Linked DNA regions of Mus musculus: region 1 is linked to region 2. The links are chromatin contacts, called in public Micro-C maps. All regions are on one chromosome and are shown on one strand. Each heading gives the region's core, a stretch centred on a gene start, on an enhancer-like site or on the middle of the called end of the contact. The rest is flanking DNA. Distances are from core to core; before and after follow the strand shown.

What was found. A called contact is a pair of places that touch in the nucleus more often than the background predicts.
Region 1: a contact with region 2 is called in a Micro-C map of trophoblast stem cells, with 3 times the contacts expected there. The contact joins two enhancer-like sites. A contact is called at or near these places in 2 of 484 Hi-C or Micro-C datasets (bone marrow-derived macrophages and trophoblast stem cells), 2 of 115 datasets of contacts at active chromatin or transcription factors (embryonic fibroblasts and pancreatic cancer cells) and 1 of 9 other capture datasets (embryonic stem cells).

What each region holds. Positions count from the first base shown.
Region 1 is chr12:70,749,114-70,752,238 of GRCm38.p6, forward strand. No RefSeq gene overlaps it. Among named protein-coding and RNA genes, the nearest start is that of Gm51973, 3.9 kb to the left of the region's middle. Within about 2 kb of position 1,453, at least 14 of the 459 cell types and tissues checked have an H3K27ac peak or open chromatin away from gene starts, as enhancers often do. A contact at or near this core is called in trophoblast stem cells, where this site is marked.
Region 2 is chr12:70,554,617-70,557,657 of GRCm38.p6, forward strand. No RefSeq gene overlaps it. Among named protein-coding and RNA genes, the nearest start is that of Gm32219, 20 kb to the left of the region's middle. Within about 2 kb of position 1,280, at least 72 of the 459 cell types and tissues checked have an H3K27ac peak or open chromatin away from gene starts, as enhancers often do. A contact at or near this core is called in trophoblast stem cells, where this site is marked.

The sequences.
Region 1 (3,125 bases), core at 203-2,702, 190 kb after region 2:
CCTTAGTGAACACTAGCCACAGCTGCATTGGTTACTTTTCTCATGGTTACAATGAAACTGGACAGAAATAACTTAAGCAAGCAAGGATCACTTAGGCCCAGACTTTCCCAGGGTAGAGTAGATTATGGCAGAAAATCTGTAGTGACTGGCATGGCTCAATTACAGCAGAGAGAGCTTATTGTGCATCTGTTTACAACTTGGTGGGCCACAGAAAGAATGTACTAAAATTTGGGCCAGGCTATACACTCAAAATCAACTTGCAGTGACCCATCTCTGACAGGACCTCTCAATACAGTACTCCCAGCTAGGGCCCAAGTGTTCACACACACACACACACACACACACACACACACACACACACACACACACGGCTAGAGGGAATGTTTCTGATCTAAACCAAAAAGAGTGATTTGAGGTCATTTCAGTATTAGAATTATGCACCATAAAATTTAACAAAGATTTTGTGGGAAGCCCATAAAGAAAGGGTTAAATGGCTCCCTTGGATAATTCACCTATGCCCATCTCCCTTATCACTGCTGCTTCATTGTCTGGTTGCTACTCCCTAGTTCCCAGCTACTCTAGATTCTTGGTCTCTCCTGGCCCTTCTTACAGCATGGTCATTATGCAAAGATCATCTTAATACTAGGAGGGCATGAAGTAGCAACTTTAGCTTCTCTAATGTCAACTAGCCTTGGAGCAAAATCCAAAAGGCCATCTGGCTGACTAATGCAGGCATCAGAAGATCAAAGGACCGGAAGAGGACCTTGGAGGATGCGGTCTCCCTAGTTTCCTAGCTTATGCTCTGAAGGCATGTTTTCATCCTAAATAGATTATCCCTGAGGTGGCTTTGGTGAGAGGGGCCATGCAGAGATGGAAAGGGAGATTATGAAGAGAGGTAGGCAAAACATTAAGATTAAATAGATGCCCCATAACAAGAGTTTTCAGAGTCTGAATTAGTGACATATAAAAATGAGAAACATCTGGAGCCGGTATTTATTTTGCTGGTCAGAAATGCAGTTCTGAAGTGCCCTGTTGAAACATTTATTTTATAAAGACTTATTAAAAACAAATGCCTACAGTGGTTGAAAAGAAAATGTACTAACCCAGGATGCCAAGGCCTGTAAAGGAACAGTTTTAAAGAGCTTCTACTTCCCATCAATGGAGCTTAATGCTTAAAGCTGGTCCTTTTGTTCTATTTTAATGGAACAGCTCACAGACCTGTCTGCAATTTCACAGACAATTCTTGGAGAGAGAGAGAAGAGTAATTTTGTTCATATTCTTCAGTTATATGATTCTTTTATGGTCAATCCACCTACCCACCCACACATATCGCAAAAGCATCTAAGAGAAGGGAATGGTATAGACGTCTTATTGTGGATGAGATCAGTTCCCTTGTCCTTTCTGGTGTAGCTCTGCTGTGGCTAGGGCTCCAGCCCAGACAGACACAGGAGACAAGGATTGTGAGTCATTTAAACCCCAGGTGCTTAATGTGTTGGAGTCTTTAGAAGACATCCTTATTGTGCTATAACCAGCCACGCACTGAAGGAGAGAGGTGTTCCAGAAGAGGGTCCGGTGAGTACCAGTATTCTGAGGAGGCCCCTGGGCTATAAGGCCAGCATCCTGCTGAACCTCTACCACTCTTGCCAGTCAGACAAAGGAGACTGAGAGAAGGTGACAGAGGACAGAGGAAATATGCTATGGTAAATTAGACAGTCCAGGGATGCAGTCATCCCTCAGCAACTCACTCCCCTTCTCTAGTAGCTTCCAAGAAAGTAAATAGCAGCAAAGCCTGATGGGAAGCCAGTGAATGGAATGGGAGAATTGTGCGAGGAACTGGCTGTACAATTCTGCCAGGGACTGAATCCCCAAGGAGGTGCTAGACGGAGCAGACCAGCCTCATGCTGGCCTTTTGTGCTCAAGTCATAATAATGAAGACAATTCCAATGTCTGTAGCACCAGGCACACGTTATTAAGTGCCAAATACCAAGTACCTTTACCTCAAAGGAGGCAAGGAGGAGGCAGATGGACACCTGCCAAGACCAGACTACTCTTAAACACCAGAGCCAGCGTGTATGTATCAGAACACAGGCCGGGTTGTCTCTCATCAAGCCGTTGTCATGTTCAACCTACTTTTTAAAATGTTGGACATTAAAGCATGTCTTCCAGCTAACAGGTGACAGGTTGAATCATTAGCCACCCCTGTGTGAATTACTGGTTTCTTCATGAAGAGCCACACTCTTGAACAGGCCCTTTGTGCCAGGTATAGTGGGCTCATGCCTATTAGCCTGTAGTCCCAGCACTCTGGAGTCAGAGAGCTCACAATTTGATAAGCCTTTGCTTTAAAAAAAGAAAGGAAGGGAGGGAGGGAGGGAAGGAAGGAAGAAGGGAGGGAGAGAGAGAGAGCAAGCAATCAACCCTGCTGGAAAGTGCTAGCATGTGCCTTTAAGAGATAGGCAAGTCTGTGAGTTCTAGGCCAGTCTGATCTACAAAGCCAGTTCCAGGATACCTAGGCCTACACAGAGAAACCCAATCTCAAAAACAACAGCAACAACACACACACACAAACAAACAAAAAACCCAATTAATTAATTAAAGTTTTTAAAAAGCTACCTTTGCTGAAAGTTCAAGAACACACCATCTGAGTGAGTTCTCTCCATCAGCCTTCACATCTGCTCTAAATAGCACAAGTGGATGCTCCCTCCCCAACACACACACCGTACAGTTTGGTTCCTTCTTCAGTTGTACTCTGGGTACATTCAAAATTAGATAATAAATCTCCAGACCCTTTAAAACACCCTTGGTTTAAAGACCATAATTTTTAGATGCATGTGCATTTTATACTTTTAAAATACAACGCAAGCATGCTGCTTTTATTTTATGGCAGACCAATTTGACCTTTAAAAAAAAAAATCACAGTACACGGCCTAAAAAACAAAAAAACAAAAAACAACAACAACAACAAAAAACAATCTCTCCTGGCCATAGAAACAAGGTTCCACCATTCCACCGGTCAATCACAAAGGCTGCCAAGAATAGATATACTGCTTCGGTTTTAGTCCTTGGGGTGGCTTATGTTTGAATTTCTTTAAAGATTCAATTGCCTGTGTGACATCATTTTAGAATAT
Region 2 (3,041 bases), core at 30-2,529:
ACAGGTTTTCTGGAAACATGAAAACCTCGGGTTTATGGGTCCATATTGTCTAGTTAATTCAGTGGAGAGGCACACAAGTTAACTTCAGCTTGATGCTTTGATACTCCTGTGAGGCGGATAATAGTCATCAACTAAAGAAAGAAAACAGAAACAGGACATTAGTACACATAGAGGCACAGTTAAAAGACGAACCCTAGTGAGTCACTGTTGTATAAATTCCTTCCTTCTGAGAGTTCACAGAACCCTGAGCTGCTTTTAGCAGACTGAATACGGGCAGACAATGGGCTACCTACCCGCGATTGAATTGTTAGACTCCCTTGTAGGCGAGCTGAAAAGAAGGGTCTCTTTCTTGTTTTGAAATTGTAGGTACCACATGACAGAGGACTGTAGGGGTCTGACAGTCTGAATAACCCTCAGCTAAGACCAGGGGATCCGATAAATAGCAAGGGCCACAGTCCAAATGCACAGGGTGTACTCCAGAAACAGCCCAGGTGGGCCCATGCCTGCTCTTCTCCTGATAGAACTCTGAGCAGTGACTCTCGACCACAAAAGCTATGGATGATGGACGTATTCATTTGAAGCCATTTACACAATGGTGGCTAATTTGTTACACAATGACAGAAATTTTAACACAGCCTCCCTATCAGAGTAGAATGTGTAAAATGGCAGGTTCACACCTCACCCATTTGGCCATGACAAATTGTTTAACGTTTCTGGACCTTTTAACTGCAACACAGGAATGAAAAATGGTGTATATCTATAATTCAGCATCAGGAGGATCAGAAAATCCAGTCTTACTTAGGAGGAAGTTATGCTGCTGTGAGGAACAGTTTCTATTGCTGTTAGACGACATGTTTGTCTCATCATTGTAAACATTTTAATTGTTATTTTTCTCTATGTACGCCATGTTCTGAAGACTTCTGGCTTGCACATTAATTGGATTTTTTTCAAGTGGAATTCATTCTCTTGTTCATTCCTAGTTTATCAGCTGCATCAAGTTTCTGATCAGTTTGAAATGGTCTTTAAAAATAGTTATAATTAATGTGTTTGGGTTAAAAGCAAAGCTGGTTTTGGTGTTAGAGTTAATGAAATTTCCATTAGCTTATAAAAAAAATGTTAGCAATGGGTTGCTGAGCCAGATTTAGAATCACAAAGTTAGTTTAATGGGGAGAGATAGACACAGGGTGGAGGTACTTGGCAGAGCGGTCTTGGCTGCCTCTGTTTATCATTGCTTCCTTGGGTGTTGCTGGGAGATTAGAAAGGCTGGAAATAAAACTGCAAGTGCCTGCAGCGTGAGATGAGTCAGGAGAGGGAATCAAGGCACTGGGCTTGTTGTGAACAGGACTGGCAAGCTGGACATGAACTTGAGGAGCCTTGGGGGTTTTAGGAACTATTGTGCAATGCCCGAATTACAGTTATGAGAAAGAATTCAAACACAAATGAAAACAGAGACCACTTCTGAATGGGGAGTTTCTCAAATGATCTTGTCTATAATTTGCTTTGTGTAAAGAGCCAATGCCTGCCAATGTCTGTGCGCTATGCCTATCACTAGGGCCACGTTTCTCTCGGAACACGGCCTAAGGAACTAGCATTCCACCGTGTTATTTACATCAAGGTCTACTTAGTTTCCAGATGAATACTTTTCAAGTCGGCTACAGGCTTCATAGGGAACTATGTGCACTTTATTGACACGGACCAAAGATAGATGTAAGCAATTGTTCCATCAGGTCTAAAAGCACTTTTTTTTTTCTTTTTTTAATGCAGCAAATGAAAATGCAGCTTAAGAAGCACATCTGAGAAGTCCACGGAGCTAAGGTTTCCCATTTATATCTGTAAAGCAGAAGACAACACCAGTAACAAACACTCACGTAACAGACTCACACTCACGGGGCAGACACATAATAGATATGAAATCCACAGTATAAACACAAAACATGCACAAACCAATGAGTTTTGTTCAAGTTAATCTGTGACTCACACTCCCTAAAACATCTTCCAACCCCTTCATGTTCCGGTCACTCCGATTCTAAATACCTTAGTATTCCTGGAGCATACTCTGTGAATAACTGGCCATTGAAATTTTTTCCCTAAGACGTTAACTGTTACATGGAGTAAATACGAGGTACTTGAGTGCCAAAGGGTGCGAGATGCACACCACCATTAAAATAACCCACCTGTCAGAACCAATGTCTGCTAACTATCTAAGGAACATTGAGAGCTGTGACTGCTGACCAAAGTCTTTCCCTTAGGAGTCTGGCTTGTCATTTTCATGTAGTGTCAGAGAGCCAGCTTCAGCTGTCCTATCACTGTCCTGCCATGCGATGTTCACACAGGCAGACCCTGGTGGGCAGGGGAAAGGACCAGCTTCCCGAAAAGCCTGTGGGCAGCTGGAGTGGAAGCCCTACCTCCCCCCCCCCTGCTGCATGTAGCATCCTTGGACTTGACATAATGATTTGGCACACTGCCCTCTCTGCATTCCTGCTGCCAGGCCCCAGAGCAAGTCCTTATCAGCATGCATTGCTCTGTTTATTCTGCATAGAATGCAAAGGAATATATTTCAGCCTCTCAACGATGTACGGCCAGGTATTTGCCGAGCGCTTACTGTGAAGATGAGAGACGTTTTTATCTTCATAGGGAAGCTCTGATCTGGACTGTGAGAAGGCCAGACCACACAGTTCTACATGAACTCATCTTAGGGCTTAACTGACCATAGCTCTAGCACCAAAACCATTCATTGCTTACAAGGAGAGCCAAAGGCTATACCCTCAAATGGGTTACTATTTTACATTCTGAATCAAACTGTGTCTTCCCTTCCACAGAGTGGCTTTTACTCTGTAAAAGAAATTGAATATCTCAGCAACTCCCAGATAAGCCCGTATCAGCAAATTACTTATTTGTTAAGATACAGAGCAAGAACATGTTAATTAATGCACCCACCGCAGAAAGAGTATGGGCCTGTCTCAAGTAAACAAACAAACAAACAAACAAACAAACTCAAAAACTAAACTCAGAGAGCTGGAGAGATGGGTCAGTGGCAAAGA